Linked DNA regions of Mus musculus: region 2 is linked to region 1. A link is a contact called in public Hi-C data. All regions are on one chromosome and are shown on one strand. The core of a region is the stretch at or near the end of the contact, and the rest is flanking DNA. Distances in the headings are between cores, read along the strand shown.

Region 1 (7,501 bases), core at 3,595-6,094:
CAGACACAGGGAGGACAGGAACACGAGGGATGTCACAGACCCCTGTGTGACCCCTGCTGTGAGCTTGGGGACAATCTTTGCCCCTCTCAGAATCAGTTCCTACTCAGCTAGATTAGTCGTAGCTCTAAGAGAGACACTGGGCCTTAGGATGGCCTGATAGCTTATATACCCTAGTGACCAGCCAGGAGAAGACCTACCTGGGATAGCCTCTCCCCAGGACTGCAGCCTGAACTGTCACTAAGCAAGACCAGCCTGGTCAGCTGAATCTCAAGTACAAGAATGAGGTGGTCACCTGGGTGAGCTGCCCCAGTTGGGGGTCCTGCTAAGCTGACTTACTTTGGTTGAAATGGACTGATCTATTCTCTGAGCTTTGTCCCTTTATAAAACACAGAGATGAGTCAATGCACACAGGCAGAGCCCTGGAGAAAGAAGGGACAGCCTGAAAGTGCTAGGCTCATGTGAAGCTTGGAGTCCTTGAGGCACACTGCATGAGCAGTCACCCCATCACCTCCAGATCTGCTCTGTCTATCAGTTGGCCAACCTGTCTCCACACCTATCGGCTAGCCGACCTGTCTCCACGCCCAGAGTCTGCCCAGCACCATGCTATGGACAGCATTTTTTCTACATCACTTTGCATACTGTGATCCTGACTTTCGGAGCATTGCTTGGGGTCAGCTTGCTCTTAAACCTGGAACAAACCCTCTGGTGCCTCCTTGTTGTCCCCACGATCCATGAGGTCACCTCGAATGGGGAGAAGCAGGCAGATGCTGGTGTTCTCTCTCCACTCACCTGCATTTGCCCTGAAGCCAATGTCCAGGCTTGGGGCTGGGGACATGTGACCTTAGCAGAATAGGAAGGGATAAGAGCAAGGCTGGTCACTCCCACATCAGCACACAGGGGGCCCATGTCACCGGCTGGCAAGCCAATGTAGCATCAGCAAGCACTGGACAGGGAAATAGATATAACCAAAGGACCATAAAAGAGGAGTCAGGAAGGATACCTGTGAGTCAGACTGGACCTTTGCCCTCTGCAGCAGCAGGGTACATCAGCAGGGCACACCACCCTCCAGGAACACACAGGCACAGACAACAGGAGCAGAGGCCCCTGCTCACGCCAGCCTCTGCCGCTGCAACACAAGGACACTGAAGTGCAGAAGGAAATCGCACTGCCTCTGCCAGGCCGCCACCTTTCTCTACCCAGATCAAGCATCTGGAGAAGGCCAGAGTGCCAGCCTCTGCCATTATAGTCACAGTCTTGTCCAGCTGCCCTGTCCCAGTCCCAGAAACTAACCACCCACTCTGAGGACAGGCTGGAACAGATAGTGACAGCAGTGAGTCACAGTTGCATGAGAGACAGCCATAGAGTGACCTTTTTCGGTGCGGGGACAAGTACTGTTCTAGACTGTGATGACTCTCTGTCTGGGCAAGAATGTTGTTTCTGATTCTGTCCACCAGTGACTAGTCCCTGCCAACCCAATCACTGCGCAAGTCAGGAGGCCAAACCCTCCTTCAATTAGGTTAAAGTAGGGAAGCACTGTATCCCTACTAAGTGCCAGGCTCCCTCCTAAGCTCTGTATTGAGCTTGCTACCTGTCCAGATGTTTTTACACACTAGGTATTGCTGTGCCCACTTCACTGAAAGGCAAGCTCAGCCCTGAAGACATGCAACCCCTTGCCCAGAGTCAGGAAGCAGCATGGGACCCAAGATCCCATCCCCAGCCCCAATATTCATCATCTATCAGTTCATTCATTTGTTGTTCCGGTTTTGTAAGACAGGGTCTTACTATGTAGCCCAGGCTAGCTTTAAGCTTGTGATTTTCCTCTTCCAGTCCCCTGAGTGCGGAGGTGAGAGGTGGGTGGCACCATCACCCATTGTTCATTCATTAGTCCTTGATTGTCCGGTCTTTGCCAGATATACTTGTAAGACTGGAAAGCTTATATTCAAGTTGCCAGGCCATGCTGGTGCAGTGTGACTACTATACCCTGAGTTAGCAGCATGTGTTGTGGAGGAGGTTGGTCTCATTCTGACTTGTCATTGCTCAGACATTAGCTATCGGTATGAGGAACATCACTGTCCAAGCAGGGAGAGTGACTACCTCCAGAACAAGGGTCCTGTACATCCGTTCCCGAACAACCTGCTGTAGCTAGAGCAAGAAGAAAAGAGGAGGTGTGCTTGGCTCCTGGTTCTGGGGATTTCATAGAGGATGGTAGCAGAGGCTAGATGAGGCATGGGGCTTCCAACACTGAGAGATACAGGGGAGGGGGCTGCAGTGTGTGGTTAGAATGTTCCCCAAAGGCCCCTTGGTTTGGTGCCTTGGTGATCAGCCCCTGGTGTTACTGGGAGGTTCTAGAACATTAAGAGGTGGGACCAAGTGTAAGAAAGTCAGATTGTTGTTGGCAAACCTCTACAGGAGTATTAAATACTGGCCCCTTGGATAAGGCTACTGTTATAGTCTCCCAGGCACTTAACCTGGGTGGGGAAGGGCAGTGGCCTAGTAGAGGCTGTATAAACAGGGACCTCTGCTCCTGCCATCTGCCCCTCTGTGTTCCTGGAGAGTACTGGGTACCACAGTGTGGCTCATGGAGAGGATGCTGGGTACCACAGTGTGGCTCATGGAGAGGATGCTGGGTACCACAGTGTGGACCATGGAGAGGATGCTGGGTACCACAGTGTGGCTCATGGAGAGGATGCTGGGTACCATAGTGTGGCTCATGGAGAGGATGCTGGGTACCACAGTGTGGACCATGGAGAGGATGCTGGGCACCACAGTGTGGCTCATGGAGAGGATGCTGGGTACCACAGTGTGGCTCATGGAGAGGATGCTGGGTACCACAGTGTGGACCATGGAGAGGATGCTGGGTACCACAGTGTGGCTCATGGAGAGGATGCTGGGTACCATAGTGTGGCTCATGGAGAGGATGCTGGGTACCACAGTGTGGCTCATGGAGAGGATGCTGGGTACCACAGTGTGGCTCATGGAGAGGATGCTGGGTACCACAGTGTGGCTCTAGAATAGTACCTCCTGGAACTTTCCCTCCTCTAGTCTACCTCTGCCCACACATCTACCCTCAGGGACCTCATCCAGGCGCCAGGGACCAATCCCTCTTGTCAGTGAACCTATTACATCAATCAAGAGAGGTCACACTGGCCCTACCAGAGTTTGTGGCTATGCCTAGGAGCTGTGACACTTTCCTGCCCCATGCCCATAGCCACAGTCTGTGTGCTCATCTCATGAGGACCACAGTGGGGGGTTCAGTTAATTGGATCTGTTCTGGGTAAGATGGTTACCTCCCCCAACCCCAGCTTATTAATCAGCTTCCTGGCCCGTCACTGGTGCTGCCTGTAATTGGAGGGAGATGGCAGCAGGCAGGCAGAGGTGGTGGCTGTGTTGTTCCAGCCCACACTCTTGCCAACCTCAGGCACAGCCTGGGCAGTCTTGACTCCTTCTCCACTGGGGCCTGGGTGGTACAGTCCTGTACCACTTAGCCTTGAGCGCCCTCTAAGACCTAGAATCATCTCACTAAGCAGCCTCAGCTCAGAGCCAGCCACAGAGGATAGGAATTGACAGACTGCCACTGAACTGGACTGCACACAGTAAGGCCGGGCTAAAGCTGGACTGTCATTCCTCCTGTGAGACATCCGTGTCCTCCCCAGGCCAGGCAGAGGCACCACTGATAAGTCTATTTTCCTCTTAAGTTAGTTTGAATTGGGTCTCTTTCATACAATCTAAAGAGTCTAGACAGGCCACCCACGGGGACTCAAAACTTAATTGCATTCGACTTAACTCTGTATATCAACAAGGGCACATGCGACTCAGAGAGTCATTGGAGGACACTGTTGGGAAAACCCAGAGCAAGGGGCCTTATTCCTATCCCTCCCGAGGACGGGGTCTCTTTGCCCAGTGCTCTTGAAAACAGCCTCAGCACCATACAGTCTGCACCCACTACAGGTACAATTGCCAATATGAACCAAGTCCAAGGCCAGAAAGATGGAACACACTGATCTGGTCACTTGATCCACGAGAACCCCACTGCCCTCTGAGAGAATCACAGACAGATGGAGTGGTCAGATCTAATGACATTGAGAGCCAGTCAAGCCTTGCAGACACCATTCCGTGGGCCATGTCAGCCTTGGAAGTTGATTTCTCTACAGTTCTTACACTTTCCTATAGTTCTCCTCTACACTCTGCAAAAGTCCTTCCAGACCAGAGGGAAGGGCTGCCAAGGTCCCTGGGATAGAGAGCCTGGAGCCAGCCGCAGGCCTGGCACAGACACTGGTCTCTCTCTTTGGGTCAGAATCATTGTCTTTACATGGGCATGAGCAGCTTTGGCTGTTCTTGGAAGGAAGAAGAATCCGTATGAATGTTGGGTGGCCAGGGGTGGACTATACTGAGCAAGTGCTAGTCAGCATCTAACTCTCATCTTCCTCTTGACCGTTTGTGTCCATCTGGGAGGTGCGGGGATGGGAAGAGGGGTCAAGGAACCTGCTTTATTCTCAGGGCCAGGGCTTCATCTTCACACCCAGCTAGCCTCACTCACAGACATCCCAGGAGCCCTCACACTCAGGTGCCCTCATAACTCAGAGATTCACACCCGAGGGGCCTCACACCCAGATGCACTCACATCCAGGAGTCTTCACACCCCAGAAGCCTCTCATACCCAGAAGTGTTACACTTAGAAGCCCCCATGCCCAAGAGCCCTCACACCCGGCTTCAAGAGTGGGCTTGAGTCTAGGGAACCTCAAAGCTCACTGGCATGACCAGAGCATCACCCAGAGAGCTCCATGCCAGGCATTGGCAGGCTGCTCGTTTTCCCACAGGTCTCTGTAACAGCGCTGCGAGATCCTTTAAGACGGATCACTGTTCAAACCACACAACAGCCTCTCTGTTATCTCAGCGTAACCAGCCTCCACGGGGTGATAAACAGCCCCGAATTGAATCGTTCCTTCTGCAAATTAAACTCTGTGGGGCCGGAGGACTGCCATTACCTTAATTATATTCCAGAATTTTCCATTCATCTCTTGACTGCCGCTGCAGGTCCCATGTGGATCTGTCCGTGGACAGTGATGGACGGGCAGTCCTGGAGCCAGCAGCTGGCGATGTCCCCCTCGTGGCTGTCTCTGCAAGAGGCTCTGAGCAGCCTCAGGACTCTGCCTCTCTTCATCCTGATTCAGTCTCTGAGATGAATCACCTTCCCAGCATTTCAGCCTTCCTTCTAAATGCACATGGGTTTTGGTCTTCGGGTTCGCAGCCAAGGGCCGGCAGTCCTGGGACACCATTTGCATTATCGTCTGCTTCTGGCATCAACACACTACTACATCATTATGGCCCATTTTGTTTTGTGTTGTTGTTGTTTTGTTGTGATTTTGAGGCAGGGTCTTACTATGTATCCCTGACTGGCCTCAGACTCACTGTGTAGACAAGGCTGGCCTTTAACTCTGAGTACTGGGATTAAAGGTGTGTGCTACCCAGCACTGCTCATTACAGTCTGCTTTTAAACCCAGAAAAGGGATGGAACTGACTGAAGCCCCGAAGCAGTACCTGCGTGTGGGGCTGGGTCCAGGGCTGGTACCATACCACATAGCTGGCCCGCTCTTGGACTTCAAAGCCTACACCTAAGGATCTTACCTGAGAGGAAAGGAAAGGTGTCTGCGTCCACCCACCAGCTCCCACAAGGCTCCCAGCAGCTGGTGAAAGGGCCCAGCAAGCTTAAGTGGCTGACACTCAGAGAGGGTGCTGGGTAACACAGACTGATATCCACACATCTGCTCACAAGTTCCGTGTGCAAGCCAGTCTCCATAATGGGTGACAACCATGCCCGTATTTCATTAAAAGACGATTACAGATGGTCCTTGACTTTGAATGCTTCCACTTGGATGGCATTGACTTTGCAGGGTGAGGGAGCAGTGTGTATTCCTTAGAAGCTATGCTTCTGAGGTTTGGTGGGTTTAGGGGCTAGGGATCTGGGGTTCAACATCCTCCCTTTAGCCAGATATAGCTCCCTGGAGTCCCACAAGCACAGCCAGTGTCCCCCATATGCCTTGTGCTGTGTTCCTTGCCGGGCTAGGTAGATTTAATCCATTTACAGTTCACAATGGGCTTGTCAGGGCATGACCCCATCATATACGAAGCACAGCATACACACACACACACACACACACACACACACACACATCAATAGAAAAAACTTGGCAGAAGAGTCACCAGTTTATAGACAGCAATTCCTGAGTCTCCCTTTCCAGGGTCTCTGGAGGGCTGACTCTCATTAGCCTCTGGATCGACAACCTCCCATGCTTTTTGTCCAAGTGGCTTAACCAGTTCCCTAATGCACCAGAGTTCTGTCACAGAGTCCCCACAGAGCCCTCCAGGTTCACTCTCTCCCATTTGATGAAGTCTCTGCTAAGCTTGGACCCTGCATACAGTCTCCTGCCCTCCCCGCTGCATCTGCCAACAGGGCAATTTTTTATGGCATCTATAACCTGCTGAACATTTCAGTATGTTCACGGTCGAATGCCTATTTCCCCTTCCCCCACCCCATCCTTCTTGAAGAAATGCCCTAGATCAGGGACTTTGTTTTGTGCACAGCTGTGCTCCAAGGCATTGGGCAGAGCCTAATTCATGGTCAGTGCTCAAAGTTACTCTATTTTTCTTTCTTTTTTAGACTTTTTAAAAAAGGTTTGTTTGTTTATTATATGTAAGTACACTGTAGTTGTTTTCAGACACCAGAAGAGGACATTCGATCTTATTACAGATGGTTGTGAGCCATTGTGTGGTTGCTGGGATTTGAACTCAGGACCTTCAGTAGAGCAGTCAGTGCTCTTAACTGCTGAGCCATCTCTCCAGTCCCAGAGCCATTCTTATCCAAGCCACCCCAGTCCCAGTTCTCACAGCTACCCAACACTTGGCATAGAGTACAGATTCTATCAAGACTGATCCATTGAGACAGGCCCTCAGGATTCAGCGACTTCCCGGAACCCCCCTCTCTGAACACAGCTGCCTTCAACACTCCAGCCTTGGTGGGGACACTTCACCCTCAAATCACAAACGTCCTGCCCTAGCCCTCAAAGGCCCATGTCCATTTCCTATCACAAAAGGAACTTAATCCGCTGTCGTCCACAATCCCCAGAGGATTAACAGCTCTGAAGTCCTTCAAAGAGCAGAATCAAAGTGTCCTCTGAGACTCAAAGCCAACTCTTAGCTGTGTCAAATACAAGGGCGCGGAGTAACCTTCCCATCCCAAAAGCAGGGACTGGGCCATTCAAAGGAGGGCAGAGAATGTCTGAAACCCAGCAGAGCAGACATGGTGTCCTCGTGCTCCATAGGGCTGTGTGGTGGTGGTGATGGTGATGGTGTGTGAGCTCCGACAAGCTTAGGCAGCCCTGTCCCCACAGCCTTCCATCTACAGCAGAGACACATCCTGGGTTGACTCTACATGCTGCTGTGCGACTCCTCAGCCAATATCCCATGTGCCTGGCATCGCCAACATCCTGGGGTTTCCTCTGCA
Region 2 (6,903 bases), core at 3,666-6,165, 80 kb before region 1:
GCCTCCTCTGCCGGGCATCCCTTCTGCACACCCTTCAAGATGCCAGCTAGTCAGCTAAAGCTCCCTTTCCCAACAGCCCTCCCGGCCCCCTCAGGTACCTCTGTTCTCCTGCCTCCAGTCTACGCAGCACACAGCCAGGCAAGTGGGTCAAATTCTCTCTGCCGCTCTGAGCCTGGCTCTGAGCGAGCGGCTTGCAAGGTGCTCTGGGAGCTGGGAGTGAATGGACGCTAACTATGCTTGTGTTCTCAGCTGGGTTCCAGCTGCAGGTTTCCCACAAGCCTCTGTAAAGCAGTCCCCATCCACCGCTGAAGCACGCCTGGTAGCGTGGACGAGATGCTGGAAGGGATCTGCCTTTAATTTGTGCTGATGTCTAAGAAAATGACATTTTATCCTGAGCCCCTCGTTCATCCAGGAGCTTCGGAACCTGGCACAGGAGTTGAACTTTCCCAGGCCCACGCTCAGAGCAGGGCTCTCAGCCAGGGCAGCTATGTCCCTCCTCCAACCTTCCCTCTCCCTGTTCCTAAGAGGCTGCCAGGCAGGAATAAGCAGATTAGGGAGCTGGCTTTTAAGAGACCACGATTGGTCTTGTTTTCCATGGAAGTGTGAACAACAAAAATAATTTTTTTTTTCTCTCCCAGGCTCATAGAACTTAATTCACTGTTAAACAGGTGTCATTTGAAACATGTAAGGACTCTTTCTCTCTTCTCCAAGGTGTGTGTGCCCATATCTGCTGAGGTCTGCCGTGCAGAGAGCTGTGAGGTGCTCAGCGCCCCTCCCCGAAGGTGAAAACAGGGTGCTGCACACGTGGTGACCTGTGTGCCCTATTCATTGAGGCTTACTAGGCTTACTTTAAAGTACAGATATATGGATGAGTGTTCCCGTGGACAAAAAAAGGGATCCCAGAGGTGACTCTCAGGAGTTGGCCTGGGGGAGGCTCGCAGAGAAAGTTCATACTTTATGAAGCATCTGCACCCTGTCTTCCAGGCTCTGAGTGGTACCCACCATCTCCGGCTAGATAACCTTGGCCTCAAGGACCTCCAGGGGACATTTCCTGTCTGCTCAGAGTTCCAGTGTCCACATCTACCTATCTCCAATATAGGCTCTGGAGGGCAGGGGTCACCAGCTTCAGTTGTCAGTGTCTCCAACACTTACCAAGGCAAGGTGTCTCCAACCTGCCTGGGACAGGCTAAGTCAAGCCACCCAGAGAAGGTCCCTGAATATCCTCAAAGGAAGGGAATGGGCTGATGAGTGTGTCTATGGAGGTAACATCAGCAGGACTGGGGCAGCTGGCACAGCCAGGGCCCAGTTAGAGATGGTCTGTTCAGACAGCCAATGCTGAATGAGAACCTGACCCTGTTTCTAGATGGAGCTTCCTAGGAGGTAACTCTGAGCAGGTTCCTGCTACTATCCCATGGGGGTCTCGTCTAAAAGCGGCCCCAGCAATGGGATGTGATGAGCTTGCTAGAAGGAGAGAAGGGCAGAAAAGGAGGAGAAAGAGACAGGACCTCATCCACCAGCCCTATGAGCAGCCCCTACAGGGCAAGGAGCATACAACGCACCAGGGAAGTGTGACCCAGCACAGGCAGGACGACCTCCTCACTCACCCCAGCCCCTGAGCTTCTAGAACCCACTGTATAGGACAGCGGCTGAGAAATAAGGTTCCACTATGCCTAGGGATTGCCATAGCAATGGAGGATGAGTTAACAGAGGTCAAGTACAGGAAGATAATATCTTCCAGCACAAGAAGAGTCATATTCTGAGACCATCCTGAGTTAAGCCAAGAGATTATTACCGGCAAGAAGATGACAACGACGCCCCCACGCCTCAGTGGTCACACAGGGTCTGCAAAGCCAACTCCTTTCTCTCCCAGAGGGTCAAAGGCTGAGTTCCGGACAATGTGGCCTGGTCCTCAGTAGCAGGGTCACACTGAGCTTTCATTAGCTGCCTCTCCTACAACAGGTCCCTCCATGTGTACATAAGAACCAGCAAATGTACCCTTGGGGGCTCGTGTGTATGAGAGTCGGTAGGACTCCAGGCACAAGGCTGGGAGCTCTGCTCTGAACAATGGTCCTGTGTGCAGCCTCACGGAATCCCATCGCTGCAGGCACAGCCTAGAGTCTGTGTCAGCGAAGTCCCTTCCTGCAGGCACCAGCAGCTGACACGGACAGGCCTAGAGTCCACCTGCCGCCTTCCCCCAGAAGCCAGGCCCCAGGCAGCGGGCAGCAGGAGTGGGGCTGGCCAAGGGTTACATTTGTGCTAGAGGGGCACATTCCTTCCTCCGGGCGCCTCTCCTCTGTGCTCCACTGTGGGAGCTTTGAGCATTAGCAAGCTTTCTTTTCTCACTGACCACCCCCTACATCTATCTTCATCTCCATCCCTAGACTTAAGATACAGTGGTTGTCGGTTGTTAGGGCCCTCCTGGGTCACCTCCTGATGCTGTCCTGTAGCCTCCCAGCCCTGCCTGGCCAAGGAGGGGCTGCCCCCTCCTCACTGCCTGCAACTTTGCTGTGGAGAGTTAGTTTATCTCCCTTTAAACTGACCCACAGCTCTTGCGACCCTACCCTCTACAGTGTGCCCACCTCTTGTGCCCCAGCAGGCTCAGCAGGGCCTCTCCTCAGCTGCTTCCTCCAGAGCGACCAAGGCCCAGGCACTGCCCCCGGGGCCACTAAAGAAGGGCAGGGCGAGAGCAGTGGATGGACAGATGGATGACAGGTGATGGGGGAGTGGCCTTCAGCTGCTTTCCTTTTGGACAGGTCCCAGCCGCTTTCTTTTTCTCTCTCGCCTCCATAAAAGGCTGAGCAAGCAGAAATGCTCCCAACCCCAACCATGCCCCTCCTTCCTGCCCAGTTGTCCCAACAAGCTCCAAGCTGGATGGCCCAGGACAGCGGGGTTGCTGCTCCCAGAAACATTCCCCCCTCTCACTCCTAGTCTGCCAGTTTTGTGTCCACCTTGACAGAAACCTGAGTCAGCACAGGAACCCAGAGTGACTGTGAAGTCAACGCTATCATTCCCCCACCCCCACCCCACCCCCACCCACCCTGGCTGGCCAGCAGTGGTGGCTCCTGTCTGTAATCCCAGCCCTTTTGAGGCTGAAGCAGGAGGATCACAGTGAATTTAAAGCTCTTCTGAGCTACATCATGAGTTCTAGGCCATCCTGTCTTACAATGTGAAATCATTGTTTCAATAAAACAAAACAAAACAAAAACTAAACTAAAACAAATTTTAAAAAGGAAATCCTGATCTGATGCTTTTGGCTTAGCTTGAGCCTAGAGGCTCCGGGGCTGCTGGGTAACAAAACTTTCTAGCCAGCCCTGTTCCAGATTCCACCTCTACCAGGATGGGCCCAGGAGGAAAGAAAAGATCTTTTTAGGGAGGTCTTAGCATTAGGGGAAAACCTAGGCTCTGGGCAGCCCTGACCAGCCTGAGTTGATACCAGGGACCAAAGTCTGGTTTCAGAGTCTGGTTCCAAAGGACATTTCCAATTAGCCCCTTCAGCGGTCAGGGGTAGACAATCTCAAAGGTTCCCAGGCACCTTTGGGCGGTTGGGATCAAGCAAGAGAACAAAGGGATGGAAAGGGGGGTGGGGGGAAGTTCTGGGTTGGCTGGCTCTGGGAGGAGCCCAACGTGAAGTCACAGTCTCAGAGTGTCAGTGGCCAAGGCATCTTAGAAAGCATCCTGAGACTCGGGTCCAGAGGCCCGCCTGGGGTCACACAGCCCATAGCAACTTGATCGGGCTTGGCTTCTCGCTTCGCCCTGGGTTACAGCAGCCTCTGCTGATGGGAACCAACCCCCTTCTATCTTAGAGGTGAGGAGACCGGTTCAGAGGAGTTGAGAGCCCTGCTCAAGGTCACACAGCCTCAAGAGAGGTCCCTCTAGTTTCCCACGCAAAGCACTTTTCTCTTCCTATGCCAGGCTGGGGTTCCCTGGCAGGAGCACCCACTAAATCCAGGGCACCAGAAAACAGAAAAGTCGTGTGTGTGTGTGTGGGGGGGGGGGGGTTAAGGATGCTTAAATGTAAATACTCTCGGGACAAATTATGTAAGTCCGGTTCCCGGTCCCTCCATGGCCCCAGGGGTACAACTGGGGCAGTAAATACCCACTTCAGCACCTACCCGGGGACCCTAGCCTGGGGGACCCCGTCAAGAATCAGACTCTGCTTGGCCCATCAGGCAGTCGGCGCTGCTCCTTCCAAGGAGAACAGTTGGAGGCGCCAGGATGCGCTGCCCCCCTTTCGTCTTTTCCCCCTCTGGCTGGATAAGAAATACTAATACTAATAATGATAATAATAATTAGAATAAATAGAACCCTAAGACGCTGGGGTCTCGTTGCTATGACAACAGTAGGCACTAATGAGCTTTTCGGAGGCCGCTGCCGGGCCACCCAGCCCCGGGCGCGGGATTACTATGGATCGGGCCCTGGGAGGCGGCGGCAGCGGAGCCTCGGGGTTCCCGATGTCGCCGAACAGGAACCCAGGGCATCCAAGCGTCTCCCAGCGCGGCTCCAGAGCCCTGCCCCACGCGCACTGGCTCCCCAGCCGTCCGCGCTCCGCAGCGACTCCCAGCCTGGTCCCGCTGCTGTCCCCCGCTGTCGCCCGGTCCTGGCGACCACCACCTCGCCCCGTTCCGGCTCCCCCGACGCCGTCCTGCCCGCGATCCTCAGCACTGCGTGGACCCAGCAGCCCCGCAGCCCCGCGCCCCGCTCACCTCGTGCCCGCGCCGGTCGCTCCTCGCTATGTAGCCCGGAGCCGGCGCCCGCGGGAGCCGCCTGCAGGGGCGCGGGGCTGCCCACGCGCGCCGCCGCAACAGTTGTCCGCCAGGCTGCGGGCGCGTGGGGCTCCGGGGCTCCGGCCGCGCTCCGCCCGCTGCGCCCCACGCGCGTCCCGCGCCGCGTTCAGCTCGGCCGCCGCGCCCTCTGCTGCCCCGCGCCGGTTCGGCCTGCGCTTCTCTCTCTCTCTTCTCTCTCTCTTCTCTCTCTCTCTCTCTCTCTCTCTCTCTCTCTCTCTCTCTCTCTCTCTCCCTTCCCCCCTCCCCGCGCGTCCCAGTCGCTTCTCTTCTCCACCTTGCTTTTGCTCCGCCTTTGTTTTTTCTCCATCTCTTTCTCTCCTGCCTTTCTCCTCACCCTCCGTTTTCTTTCCTCTCATCCTTCACTTTCTTCTTGGCTTTTTACTTTTCTCTTCCCCACTCCGTCTCCCCCACCTCCTTTTCCAGTTTTTTTCTTCTCCCTTCCCTCCTCGCGCCCCCCCCACCCCCACCCCCACCCCCCCCCCCGCTTCCCAACCTCCACCAGAGGGTTCTCCTCAATCTCCCCCATCTCCTTTCCACCTGCTCCCCAGCTTGGTACCTGCTCCGAAGGACGCCAGGCACCAGCAACTGCCTGCAGGGATGCAGCCTCTCCTTACGGGTGGACAGATCCCTGCCCCGTGCAGCCCGCGACACTCTGCCCCACCCACCCTGTGCATCTCCCCAGCTCTGGCTGGGAGATCTATTCTGCTAGCCACCCCTGAGGCAGGCAGTCAAGGGCAGGGACAGACTTGGTTTGCGTTTTCCCAGCCTGCTAGACCTGGGTTTAAACCTTCACCCCATGTCTCATTCTCCCCATCACACCCCTAGTTCTGACTTCACCCCCATTTCATGGCTGACCTGCGGGTACCTGACTCCATCCTCACACTTGTGGGTCTACATTTCCCCATTGCTTGGACAACCTCGGAAAGTCCTGTGGGAGCATGTGGCAACCCAGCATTCCTCCCAGGGGACAGTCAGGATGGAGCTTCTTCACTGAATAGAGAATACCCTTGAGTATCCGGAAAAGCAGACCCCTCCCCCAAGAGCCACCCCTCCAGGCCCAACTGCTGCCACCCACATTTTGGGGTCACCTTTGACTTCTGAGACCTCAATGGAACCTCAAGGAAAAGGGAGCCGAGCACTCGATACTCTGAACTTAACTTCTTGCCATGGCACTGAGTGGTTCCTTTGGACTCTGCTGACAGACAACCAGGCTCAGAGATGTTGAGAAAGCACCTCAGGGGCATACAGCTGACAAGAGGCAGAGTCAAAGCTCACACTGAAGCCCAAGCATCTCTGTCTCCTCCACAGGTGCCTCGTTGACACGGAGGGATTCTGCCAGAACAGACTTCTTCCTCTTTCACTGCAGGCTCTTGAACCCCATGGGATGCTGGAACCTGCCTGGCTCTTTGCTGCTTTCGAGGGTAAGGGGCTCAGGGAGGCACCAGCTGGGGAGAACCAGTGTTTTCTCTCACCCAAGCCTGTGCAGGTAAGGGGTTCTGGTTCCCACATCACAGCATCCAGGCTCTGGTTCCCTTCATGGACATAGCCTGGGCTAACCTACTGGGCCCACCTGAGACTGGGGATGCCCATGGGAACTACTTCAGCCAATGGCCAGGGCACCAAAGCTGCCAAGATAGGTAAGGCCAGGCTCTGGAGAGGGCCAGAGGGTAGGCAGAGCCTGCTTGGTAATTGGGGGAGGGCAAGAAGTGTGTGTGTGTGTGTGTGTGTGTGTGTGTGTGTGTGTGTGTGGTGTGATTCCTCAGCACTCAGGGTCATGGACACAAACCAAAGCAGTTCTGTGTTCCTTCTTGCTGATGCAAACCTTCCAAAGAGGAAGTTGAGGAAGACCCTACTTCAGCTGAGGTCAAAGACAGAGACAGGGTGCTCCTCTGAGTCCTCTGTCTCACGCCATGTCAGTGTGGGGGACCACACAAATCGAAGCAACTTCAGGTCTTGGTAGGAGCAGGGTTAGGTGAGCTGGGTTCTCTGGCTCCCATTGAGACCCTGGTCCCAAGATCTCTGCAGTGAAGGCCAGTCCAGAGACACTCTAGTGTGGACAGCAAGGAAGCAGGTCAGGCTGGGAGAAGTGGGGTGTAGTGTGGGATACCCTGTGTGACAT

The links. Hi-C and Micro-C count contacts between places; a contact is called where the count stands out from the background.
Region 2: a contact with region 1 is called in a Hi-C map of the N1E-115 cell line, with 2.9 times the contacts expected there. The contact joins the promoter of Shisal1 here to the enhancer-like site in region 1. A contact is called at or near these places in 17 of 39 promoter capture datasets (the 3T3-L1 cell line, 3T3-L1-derived adipocytes, the C10 cell line and 13 more), 2 of 15 datasets of contacts at CTCF or cohesin (large pre-B cells and pro-B cells), 7 of 484 Hi-C or Micro-C datasets (the HL-1 cell line, the HPC-7 cell line, the N1E-115 cell line and 4 more), 8 of 115 datasets of contacts at active chromatin or transcription factors (SST interneurons, embryonic forebrain, embryonic hindbrain and 4 more) and 1 of 9 other capture datasets (liver).

What each region holds. Positions count from the first base shown.
Region 1 is chr15:84,522,142-84,529,642 of GRCm38.p6, forward strand. No RefSeq gene overlaps it. Among named protein-coding and RNA genes, the nearest start is that of Gm34027, 14 kb to the right of the region's middle. Within about 2 kb of position 4,845, at least 12 of the 459 cell types and tissues checked have an H3K27ac peak or open chromatin away from gene starts, as enhancers often do. A contact at or near this core is called in the N1E-115 cell line and oligodendrocyte precursor cells, where this site is marked.
Region 2 is chr15:84,441,659-84,448,561 of GRCm38.p6, forward strand. Shisal1 (shisa like 1) reads right to left here and starts at 4,916. Exons shown (of 5, transcript NM_001374162.1): 1 at 4,704-4,916. Gm33830 (a long non-coding RNA gene) reads left to right here and starts at 3,617. Exons shown (of 3, transcript XR_384293.3): 1 at 3,617-3,805; 2 at 6,093-6,205. Gm46527 (a long non-coding RNA gene) reads left to right here. Exons shown (of 3, transcript XR_001781727.2): 3 at 1-152.